Regions from separate parts of the Mus musculus genome. Here regions 2 and 3 are each linked to region 1. A link is a contact called in public HiChIP or PLAC-seq data. All regions are on one chromosome and are shown on one strand. Each heading gives the region's core, a stretch centred on a gene start, on an enhancer-like site or on the middle of the called end of the contact. The rest is flanking DNA. Distances are from core to core; before and after follow the strand shown.

The links. HiChIP or PLAC-seq counts read pairs in DNA pulled down with a chosen protein or histone mark.
Region 2: an H3K4me3 HiChIP or PLAC-seq map of the 230-238 cell line shows a contact between it and region 1, with 14 read pairs. The contact joins the enhancer-like site here to the promoter of Tmf1 in region 1. A contact is called at or near these places in 3 of 39 promoter capture datasets (the C10 cell line and pre-B cells), 5 of 115 datasets of contacts at active chromatin or transcription factors (the 230-238 cell line, bone marrow-derived macrophages, microglia and 1 more) and 1 of 9 other capture datasets (adipose tissue).
Region 3: a contact with region 1 is called in an H3K4me3 HiChIP or PLAC-seq map of the 230-238 cell line, with 12 read pairs. The contact joins the enhancer-like site here to the promoter of Tmf1 in region 1. A contact is called at or near these places in 3 of 39 promoter capture datasets (the C10 cell line, the HPC-7 cell line and pre-B cells), 3 of 115 datasets of contacts at active chromatin or transcription factors (the 230-238 cell line, bone marrow-derived macrophages and pro-B cells) and 2 of 9 other capture datasets (adipose tissue and liver).

The regions. Positions count from the first base shown.
Region 1 is chr6:97,177,187-97,180,940 of GRCm38.p6, forward strand. Tmf1 (TATA element modulatory factor 1) reads right to left here and starts at 1,938. Exons shown (of 17, transcript NM_001081111.2): 1 at 1,696-1,938. The coding sequence starts at 1,837.
Region 2 is chr6:97,436,721-97,440,850 of GRCm38.p6, forward strand. All of the region lies in intron 1 of Frmd4b (FERM domain containing 4B), which reads right to left. Among named protein-coding and RNA genes, the nearest start is that of Frmd4b, 49 kb to the right of the region's middle. Within about 2 kb of position 2,416, at least 82 of the 459 cell types and tissues checked have an H3K27ac peak or open chromatin away from gene starts, as enhancers often do. A contact at or near this core is called in the 230-238 cell line, adipose tissue, bone marrow-derived macrophages and 3 more, where this site is marked.
Region 3 is chr6:97,471,859-97,475,449 of GRCm38.p6, forward strand. The region is part of intron 1 of Frmd4b (FERM domain containing 4B); the gene reads right to left. Among named protein-coding and RNA genes, the nearest start is that of Frmd4b, 14 kb to the right of the region's middle. Within about 2 kb of position 1,508, at least 44 of the 459 cell types and tissues checked have an H3K27ac peak or open chromatin away from gene starts, as enhancers often do. A contact at or near this core is called in the 230-238 cell line, where this site is marked.

The DNA.
Region 1 (3,754 bases), core at 688-3,187:
ACAAGTACAAGACCAGACTTGGTTTTGCCAGGCCAAAGCAAGTATGCTAGCCCCTCGGAATACATGCTTAAAGTAGTGATCAAGGCTGTACAGCCAGTGTGAAATCCCAGGCACATGGCTCATCTCACAAAGACAGTTCAAATCTTCACTAACAGGCACATGCAGTCACAGCACTATCCAGCCACACGCTCATTTTATTCTTGTAACATTATAAACTAAACAGACAGCAATGCTCAAAACTTAACCTGAGATAATAGAGACAGTCTTTTTCAAAAATCATAATTAAACTGATGAGAACAGTGAGTTCTAGTGAATGAATTCACTTTTATGTACTTAATGACCAGTCTGCAAGTTCCCCTCTCTTAAACCCCAAATTATTTTTTCCACATTTTTTAAGATAGCAAAATTACCAAAACTCTGCAATTAGAAGCTTATGGAAAGGGTACACAGACTTCCTGAGGAAGAAAAAAAAAAAAAAAACAACTCAAGAAGCCCTTTAATAAAATCTGCCTCTTAACGTGATTCCACAGCTATGAGGAATGAAGAGTGTTGGGGAAACTGAACTGGGAACAGAGTTTTACATTTATTTGTTCAGTGTGTGAAACCAGAAAACAAAGCTTAAGGCAAGATTAGGTCTTCGAGGTAGCTAATTAGCATCCTCACGGATACCAGGGTTTAACTTTGCCTCTTGAAAAATGTGGTACAAAATTATAGTAACCACACATCCACTTAAACTATTCCTATTCTTCAGACCCATGTTGTTTTGTAATCTAAAACACAACAGATGATCAATGAAAATAGCATTCAAGAAAGCATATTCCATTTCAGACAACCTGCCCTCTAAAATAAATTATACAGCACTATCCATGTCTCAGATTTCGCCCGGGGCGGGGGATAATGAGTATCTTTTTATTTGAAACATCTGATCTTAAGTTTAGTAACTCCAGCTCTGGGGTCCAACCACAAAAAGGCGAGCTTCCCAATAGCAAGGTGCCACAGAGAATGAAATAAGATCACGATATATCTACAGTCATACATAAACTACGTTATCAATGATTCAACTTAGGTCCCGAGTTTTCAACAATGTACATCTAAAACCAGAAACCACAGTTAACTTTCATCCAAAGGTTTGCCCCAGTGTCTGTTGCTACACACGAAAAGTGCTCCAGACTCCCTTAGACGTAAAGACACAAGCAACCGAATAATCCTGGAAAGAGTAATTTCAGTTCATCTGAAAGATCTGGTGCTGCAAAAAGGGCTACAGTTGGGAACTCTTGGAGCACAAATTCTCTTGGGACTCTGCCCCGTACAGACTGTGCCTCACCTGGAGAAAGTTATGCATTCTGAGTTTCGGTTAGCTCCTCTGTAGAACACGGGGTCTACCATCCCTGACTCGGGTTGTTTTGAGACGGTGAACTTTTTGTAAACAAAGTCTTTTGTGTTCCTTAAACGCTTCCCGCGGGGCTCCGGGACTGGGGATTTACAAGGCTCGGACCTAGGGCGCCAAGGCGGAAGACGCCTAGCAATTGGGGATCTGGGGCTGTGCTCCTGACTCTGTAGTCAGGGGCCTGGGGCCAGGACCAGAGCTCGAGCTGACACCTGAGGTCAGCAGGACCCGCACCGGGGCCGAGGCGTGCGGGACTGGGGTCCGACAGCAGGCAGGCAGGCAGGCGCGACACCCCGGGACCCGCTTACCCGGCTCGCCGTACGGGATGGCCTCGGCCCAGGCGCTCGGCTCCTCCTCCTGGATGTCCAGGACCCTGTCGATGGACTTCTGGGCCTGGGACAGGGCCTGCTTGGCGAAGCTGGACAACTGCGAGGCATTGAACCAGCTCATGGCCCCTCCTCAGCGCCGGCTCCGGCCGGCTCCGGCGGCCTCAGCGGCGGCCCCGGCCCCACCGCCTCCCGCGGCCGCGCGGCGCTGCGAGCCTTCCGCACAGCTGAGCCGGGCCCCGCCGCGCATGCGCCGCCCTTCCACGTACACAACCACCAGATCCGGGAGCCGAGTTCCGCCCAGACGGAAGGACGGAGGCGGTAGCGTGAAGCCACATCCGGGAGCGGAGCGGAGCCCTTAGTTACCAGCCGCCTCTGGGCTTCATGGCCGTTCTCAACTGAGGGACGCGATCTGCGCCGAGGCCCAGACCTCCGGGAGCGACCAGAGCCGCGTGTGCCTCGCTATAATCCCGGCGGCTAGGCCTCACACTTATTAATCTTGGTACTCAAAAAGTAGTTGGCCAGTTCTCGCCTGGCCTGGATGTCTATGCCTGACTTGATGGGCACGGTCCCCAGGTCCTGGAACATTAACAGATGAAACCACCTCCCTCTCAACCTAATTCTGTCATCTGAATGGCGTTCATCAGCACACTCCTATGTTAAGAGGTGGGGCTTTAAGGAACTTTCTGGGTCACGAGATGACTGTGACACCCACGGGAAAGAGATGAATGCCCTATTAAGAGGTGCCTACGCCCTCTCAAGCATAACATACCAAGGTCACGCCAGCCATGAACTAGAAATAGATGGCTCTCATCAGCTGTGCTCGTCTTGGACCTCCCAGTCACAAGAACAGTAAAAATCAAGTTTCTGTAGCCTATGAGCCAGCCACTTTATGGCAGTTTGTAACAGCGGTTTGGATGGGTTAAGCCACTTGGCAAGCAATAAAATATTAACCCATCAGTACATACTGTGCACACTGCCTAAAAGATACAGCTTGTATGCTCTCTTTCCCACACTTGGTCATGGGAGAAAATTTAAAGTCGATGGCCTTCCTTGTCCAGTCAGCAGCTGTTTGGTTTGGTTCTAATAATGCTAAAGAAAAATTTTCTACCAGCATTTAAAGGCTAAATTTAATTCAAGCATTAGCCCTTTGTGAAAAGAGACTCCTACCCTACACAAAGAACCACGGGTACTTAAGGAATGCCGAAGCTAGGAATGGGGTAAATCTTCCCCTGGGAAGGTTACACACTACCAAATGAGCAGCCCCGAAATCATCATACAGACTGAGGGTTGTACTAATTAATGCATTTGAGAACGCATATGTATACACACTTATATACTTAACAGTTAATAAAAGAGACTTAATTTGAGAGAGAGCAATAGAGGTCTATGAAAAAGTTTAGAGGGACGGAAGGGAAAGGGGAAATGTAATTTTATCCCCCAAAACATTCCCTAGGACTACCAGAACTACTAACAGGATGGCTTAAAATGACAGAAATGCTTTTGTGGTTTGGAGCCAGAAGTCTGAAGTTGTTCACTGGAGCTGTCCTCCCTCTGAAATCTTCATGGAGAATGCACCATGCTTCTCCTAGCTTCAAGTCTGCAGTCAATCCTTTTGTTCCCTGGGTACAGGTACAGCACTCCATTGTCTAATCTTCCTCCCACATCCCTCTCACCTCTTCTAATAGGGATGCCTACCTTATCAGATTGGGTCCTCTGTATTATATCTGCAATGACTCTATTCTAATTAAGGAAGGGAGGGAGGGAGGGAGGGAGGGAGGGAGGGAGGGAGGGAGGGAGGGAGGGTTAGTTGCATCCTAAAGGGCTTAAGAGCCCTATTCTGGTTCAGAGCTGGCATTTGGTAGTATGTACATTCTGTTTTAAAGGGCAATGGCACCATCCTTAGACCTCTTAATAGGGTGCTAATCCTTTTTCCACGGGTGTCACCTAGTGACAAAGAATGACTGAACTAAAATTTCCTTTGACAATTATTTTCACACAATTTTCCATGTATCTGCCAACTCATTCTAAGAGCTCTGTA
Region 2 (4,130 bases), core at 1,166-3,665, 260 kb after region 1:
CATTTTCACAAGAGGTAATCCCTTCAAGATGGTAGCCTGATATTATAAGGCTGGCTGAAAATAAAAGAATAAAGTCATTGATCCTAGAGTGAGGGCATCCAGGAGATACCAGCCTGGTGCTGAGGAGCTGCAGATGGGATTTGCAGCCAGGAAGCTTGAGAGATAGCTCAGTGCATAAAGAGACCCAGGCATCTGTAATTCCCTCATCCTAACAGTGAAAGAGTGGAGGAGAGCCCTTAGGCTGCCTACCCTACGTACCTGGCTCAGAAGCTGGTTGGCCGAAAGAACAAGGAAGAAGCAGCTTCAGCCGCTCTCAAAAGTTGTCCTCTGACCAGCATACACACACCCCTACACACACACACAATCACACCACACACACACACACACACACACACACACACACACACACACACTTATTGCTGTTGTTTGAGCCAGGGCCCTATTCTGCTTAGGCTGGCCTGGTGTCAGTTCATTATGCAGCTCAGACTTTATTTTTCTGAGTGTTGGGACTCCTGAGTGCTGGGATTTCAGGTGTGTGCCACTGTGCCTGGTTTCTTGTACTTCTTTGCTGTACTTGTTGACATTGGGAATTAAAAAGGCAGGGTGCTGCTCATGCTAAGCCCAAACTCCACCCCTAGACTTCCAGCCTTTCCTGTTTAGCTTTGTCCCCCTTGTATTCAAACCAAGCCAATCTCAAAGGAACAAAGGGTAACCATACAAAGTGGAGGACACCACCGGCCTTTACCCCATTGCAGGGAGTTCTCTGGTCAGTAGACGTGATTCAGTAACTATACTGCTAACCTTAAATGCTTAGATTGCTTAAATAGCTTGTTCTCCCCTTCTACCCAACTCTCAAAATTTCTTTTGGAATATTAAGATGTCAAACAGGCTTATTCAAGTCGAAAATCAACCCATTAGTCAAACCCTGGAGAGGGCAGCAATCCAATATCTGGGTTTAATGCCTTTCTTATTTCCTTGTCATAATCAATAAACTAACTCAGAACCACTCACTGTTCAGGGATGAGGGCAAAGCTCAGCAGTGGCGTGTTTGCTGAGAAAGTGCGAGGCACCGCACTTCATCACCAGGACTACAAACACACCAAGTAAAGCAGCCCCGTGCCTGAAGTCAGCGAAGGCTGTTGTCCAGCTCTTGGTTTTTGTATGATTGTGACCATTCAGAGTTGAGCTTCTTAACTCTCAGACACACACAGAAAAGAAACTAACATATGCAGATAGATTATTTTTATCAAGTGTGTTTATTTACCTACTTGATAGGTATTTAATGTTTCTATTTATTATTTGAGAATATCATGCAACATAATTTGAACAATACTCTTTCCCTTCTCCCCACTCCTCCCACCAGATCCTCCCTTAAAATAATGTTTTTAAAGTGGAGTATTTGTTGTATATGGTACTGGCTTTCATAAGGTCGTTTTCATGCAAGCATATGATGCGCTTTGAGTGCATGCCCCTTCCCCATTTCCTTCCCTATCCACCCCCTCACTAGTTCACTTGGGTCCCTAGACTGTTTCGGTCTCACTTTCGGGCCACATAGACACACACAATTTTACACCATGATTCTTTGTATGTGAGAGTGTGGGTACATGTGCCCATGGGTGTTCGCAGAGGGAGGACAAGGGCTAAGCATAGTTCTTCAGGTGCTGTCCACCTTGGTTTTTTGAGACAGTCTCTCACTGTCCTGGAGTATCCAGGTTAGGCTAGGCTGCTGGGCCAGCAAGTCCAAAGGTTCCACCCATCTCTGTCTCCCTAGCCCTGGGATCACAAGTAAGGGTTGGCATACATGTTTTGTCCTGCTTGCTGTTGTTTTGTTTGAGACAGGGTCTCTCTGTGGAGTCCTTGCACTCACTATGTAGACCAGATTGTCCTTGAACTCACAGAGAACTACTAGTTTCTGTCTCTGTAGTACAGAGTGCTGGGATTAAAGGTGTGCATCATTATGCTCAGCCCATGCATGGCTTTTATATATATATATATATATATATATATATATATATATATATATATATATATATAAAGTGTTGTGGGGATCAAAGTCAGGCTCAAGTACGCTCCCCAGGCCTACCTACATCATGTACGTTTATCATGTACTGTGTTCTCACAAGCACCCCATGAAATAAACAGTTTCAACTTTCTCTTTTATGGTTGAAACTGGACCCTCAAGAGTTTGAGAATAACTCATTGAGTTCCCAACAGGTAATGAGAGGCTGAGTCAACTCAACCAGGGGCTCACCAGATGACAGGAAAGGGCCAAGGCTGGGGTTGTAACTGCACAGATGGAAGTGTGGTGGGAACCACATCTTCTCCCTGGAAATGGTCTGAAGGTGCTTCTGCAACCAGTCCCTCCCGAGGGCCCAGAGAACACTGTCGAGTTCATGGCCACAGAGTCCCTCGGGTTATTTCTGCAGTTACTTCCTCTTTCTTGAAGACCAGTGGTTAGGCAGTATTTTTAGACATTGTGGTACAGTATCAATGAGTCCAAAAAGGAAAAAAGAAAGAGAAGAAAAAGACGAGGAAGGCACAAATGCTGGAAACAGGAAAAGTCACCAACGTATAACCAGGGTGTAACCAAGATGCGCTGTGGCAGGTCTGCAGCACAGGTTAGCCGCCCTCCACAGTGGAGTTGGAGAAAGTGGAAATTCTGGCGTTGGGCTTATGTGAGAAGCAGACAGCCTGTGGTCTGGAAACTTATAATAGTTCTGCCAACGGTTTTCTCCTTTCCTGAGAAAAACAGCCAATAGGGAGAGGCGGGGGCAGAGCGGCTTTCAAGAATTTTAAAAAGTAACGACATGGGCTGTCCGGGGAAGGGCTTTTCCAGATGAATGGCTGTGCTTGTGATGAACAGACACGCAGGCCACCGCTTAGTGCCCGAATAACAAGCCCAGCAAGCCTGACTCTGAGCCTCTGCAGGGCAAACGGATTCTGTATGTCACAAGGAAACACAGATAAACCTTAGAGGTCCCCAAACCCTCTCAGCCCCTATTCTGAGCACCCGGCTCTGCATCCATTCCTCAACTCCATTCAAACCTCTGATTGGTGTCTATCAGTCTCTCTGCTCTTTGCAATCCATGTTCAAACACAGTCTAAAGAAGTCCTCAGGGGACTCACAATTAGTAAAAACGGACTGTGTTAGAACCAGAGTCCTGGCCTGTCTCAAATTAGTTGGTAGAAAATATACCAGGGACAAAGGATTTAGAAAAGTTTACCAAATTGTGAAAAGTTCAGTTCATTTGGGCTTTTGGAAAAAATAACCTTTCCCACCCCTTGCCTCATTTCTTTCCTGCTTGCGTGTTTGTACTGGAGATGGAACCCAGGGCCTTTCACTCACTAGGCTAGTGCACTCCCAGTCCACTACTGCCCCAGTCCACAGAAACTTGAATCTCAAGACCCAGGCCTCATATCGTCACAGAAGAAACACCCCTCTCAGCCTAGAAGCTACCAGCACGCAGTCATGAACATGTCTTGTCTTGTTGCTATGTAGGCTCTGATTTTAGCCGGGTTTGTGGAGTCCCTCTGAAGTTTTATCATGGAATTAAATGTTAGCGAAATGAAACAAAATAAAAGCTGGGCGACCACAGGTTAGGAGAAGACGAGACTAGTCTTCCCCTCTACAAACAAACAAACTAAATAAAATTATCAAGCAGCAGGGGAAGGACGGGAGCAGGAGCCCTTTTCGAGAGGCTGTGTGATGGGACCAATGACAGCAGTGCCTGAGAACGCAGTGACTGCCTCATGCAGGCCAAATAGTAACATTTAAAGCACACGTCTAACGTACTTTAAGAACATACATAAGAGCAACGAAATGCACAGGTTGCTTTAGGATGTGCCGTGTGATAGCAATTAAATCCCAGAAACTAAGATGTACACAGCCACCTCCAAGCCACAGCTTACTAAAATTCAACTTTTGAAGGATTTAAAAAAAACAAACAAACAACTTTCAAACGGTGATAGTCACACTTGCTGTCAGGGTGGCTTTGTGCTGGGCACAGAGCTTGGTAAACACAGGCCATCGCAACAGCGCAGATGTGTCTTAGCTGCATCTGTGGGTAGGCTCGCTGCTAAGCTTCTGACTCGGGAAAGCCCACTTCCACGTCAAATGGTCTGTCATTTAT
Region 3 (3,591 bases), core at 258-2,757, 290 kb after region 1:
AAAAAAAATCACACTGGAAGGACCAACTAAGAGACAAAGGCCACTGTCCAGACTCCAGAAATAGCCTCTCAAAATATTGGCTTCTGAAGTTTATTAAAGAAAGGTGCCTTCATATATATATATATATTTCCAAAAAGAATTTAACAGCCAACTCTTATGAGCTTGGCTGGACCTATTTTTGACATCGTTGCCTTGAAAGTTTAATATATACAAACCCTACAGGAGAAAGTGCCCATGAATATCACAGGAGGTCAAGGCTAAGAATCCAGAGAGCACTGGAATTAGCTTATTTATTAAAAATAAAGTATTCCTCTCTTTAGTAAATATTTGCAAAACACCTAACACTTTATTTTTTCCTGAGATTATGATTCTGTGATTATTTGAGGTTGATGATTTAACAGTAACTTCTGGGGTTGGAGTCTCTTTATACTCTCTGTGTTTGCAGAATTAGAAAACACCTGCACACAGCCAAGAGGAAGGCAAAGCACGTTTTAAGTTAAACACTAAGAAAGACCGGGAATGAAAGGGTTGGGAGTGGGAGAGAGACTGAGACACAGAGAGACACACAGGGACAGAGAAATAGGGAAAGAGGGAGACACACTTTTGCTTTTTACTCCTAAGAAACCCAAGAAAATCAAACAAAAACAGGTCCTACTACCTTAAACTTTAGTGGATAAGAATGGGGAGAAGAGGGGCTGATGGATAAGCAATGCCTGGCAAATGGTAAAAGGCATCAAGAAAGAAAGTGAATGGAGCTGTCAACATCTGCCAGGAAAAGCAGGATACCTTCCAGAGCCCAACCACAGGCCCTGGCAGGAAATGGCAATCACTTGGCATGCAGTGAGGGCTGCAGGGGTGCCAGCCTCTCACCTTGGGGTGGGCACAGAGGCTTCTGGTCATGGGTAAGTTTCAAAACGGCCCCTGGGTGTGTCTGCTTTCCTGTCCACTCTGTCCCTAACACATACCTCTCATGAGATGATCCTCAGACGAGCCACACAAGTGTACTCTGTAGCACTTTGCGCTGACTCATTGTTTTCAATAAGGAAAGAGTTTACACACACATGCAAATATCAATCCAGAAGGCATTTTTCCAGAATGAGCCTTCCATAGTTTTCCAAAATACAAGCAACGCCCCCTCCACCAGACAGAGCTGCAGGAACTCTGCTGGAGCTGTTCATCACAAACACCTCCTACCTGCTCCACCCCAGAGCCACCAATGTGTTCAGCAAGCACACCCACAGGCTTATCAGACAATTACTTCCTGGAGCTCACACCAGGAGTGAGCACTGTTCCAGAGGACAGCAAGGTTGTAGTCCCTCCCTCCCTCCCACTAGTGTCCAGCCTGGAAGGTACAAATGAGCACATCTGTAGACTCATAAAGACAGAGATGCTAACAGTCATGGAGAAAAATATTGTGGGTATGAGAATGTCAATAGCAACGGGTTGTATTCTGGGTAGAGGACATCTAAAGATAACCCTGCAGGAAATGAAGGCAGAAGAGCATTGTGCACTGCTGTAGGGGGGTGAGATGGGGGGATTGAGGTTGTAGGAAGAGAACACTACACAGAGTGAAGGCTTGGACGTTGTACTGGGGATGGCAAGACAGTATCACTGAGAGGCAGATGGGACAGCATTAGGGATAAGACTCAGAGGTGGGTGTGTTGGCTGGGCCTTGGGTGGAGTTGGGAAGACCACCATGGAGGTACTCATCATAGGAGTCCTTGTGGGATAATAAAGGTAAAACTATTTCTTAGTGTCCCAACGTGGCTGGGATGACGGCTGGGCAGGACAGTGGCTTGTTCTGAACTACTCTGAAATGGCCTCTCTGGTGGCAAGGTTGGGAACAGGCTATAGGGAGAGACTGCCAGGAGAGACCCATCAGGAAGGTGCTGCACAGGTCCAGCTGAGACAGGAAGGGGTGAGAAGGGAAGCTGGCACAGAGCAGTGGGGTTGAAGGTGGAGAAAATTGATGTTCACTGTGAAGGCGGAGCCAGGTAGGTATGTGGTGGGACTGTGGAAGAGAAAGTTCCGCTGGGAGGATGTGGCTGCCATCTTCTACAGGGGAGCGGGTGTAGGGGAAGAGACCAGGCGCTACAATGTGGGTAGCAAGTTTAAGATAAAAAGTCAGTGAAAGAGTGCAAGCAGCTCAAAATACACCCAAATTTTATCAGAAAAGGCAAACCAACTAGAAAGCAAGCTCTGTGAGGGCAGGCACTTTTCCTCACTGTGTGTCCACAGTTTAGACTCCAGTTGAGGTGTAGTGGGTTCTTGGTAAATATTTGCTGAATTAAGGAAAATGTAATTTCTACACTGTGTGTGTATGTGTGCATGCATATCTGAATACACATGTGGAAGGCAGAAAACATGGCCAGCTGTTATTCCCAGATACTGCCCATGTTGTTGTGCTAAGACAGGGTCTCTCATTGGCCTGGACTTGCTAAGTAGGCTAGGCTGGCTGGCCAATGAGCATCAGTGATATGCTTGTGTCTACCTCCCCAGTTCTGGGATTATACTCTATGCCTGCCTTGCTGCTGCTGTTGCTATTTTGTTTCAATGTAGGTTCTGGAGCCCCAACTCAGGTGCTGGAGCCTCCGCTTGTGCCTTCAAGGTGAACACTTCACTGACTAAGCCACCTCATCAACCCCCATAGTCTACACTTTCAATGGCTTCCCATCACACTGGGTGAACATTCTAAAACAGCCGGGGATCCTGCTGTCTCCTTCCTATGCTATGTGGGTTCCAAGGACCAAACTCAGGTCACCAGGTTTATACAGCTTGTGCTCAAGCATGAGCCATCTCTCTAGCTTTCCTTTTTAAGTAAAGGGCCTGCTCTCACTTAGATAATGAATATTGCATTGCATTTTAATGAGACAAAATAATTTTTGTAAAAAAAAAAATATTTGCTGGTCACTACCTAAGGGCAGTGTGGTATAGTTTACCCAGAGAGATGACCAGCAACAGCGGCCAGACTGGTTACAAGTGGGAATCTAGGGTCTATCGTCCTCTGGAGTTGGGTTCAGGCCTGGGAAAAATGGAGTTTAATGACTCCGTTTAGAGATGAAGTACAACAATGAGTTGTAGGCATATTACCTTCCCTGAACGAAACAGGGTAGCATCAGCATCAGGACTCAAGCAATCTAACATAAAGCTGAGCCATCAAATGATGTGGTCCTGATGTTCCCAGACAGCTGTCAATTACCCCCTTTCCCGTGCTTATAAAGACTGTTAAGTCTTCACTTGGGGTAAGGGGAGAAAGAGGGGCAAGGCTTCTGTATATTTTAGAAGCTCTAAAAGTTATACTATGCATAAATATTGAGAGTCATGAATATCTGAAGACAATTATTCAACATGCATCCAGCTATAATCCATCCATCCATCATCTATTTATTGTCCAGCCAACCAGTGCCATAGAACTTACAACCACCCATCCATCTGTCGATCCTCCATCTACTACCTACGTATCCAACCATAAAAAGAGTAACAATGTTTTTAACTAGCTGTGCCTTAAAATTTTACAATAATCTCAGAAAACCAGCTCTTCCGGGGGTGGGGTGGGGTGGGGGAGAGAGACTATCATTGCCCACATTTACA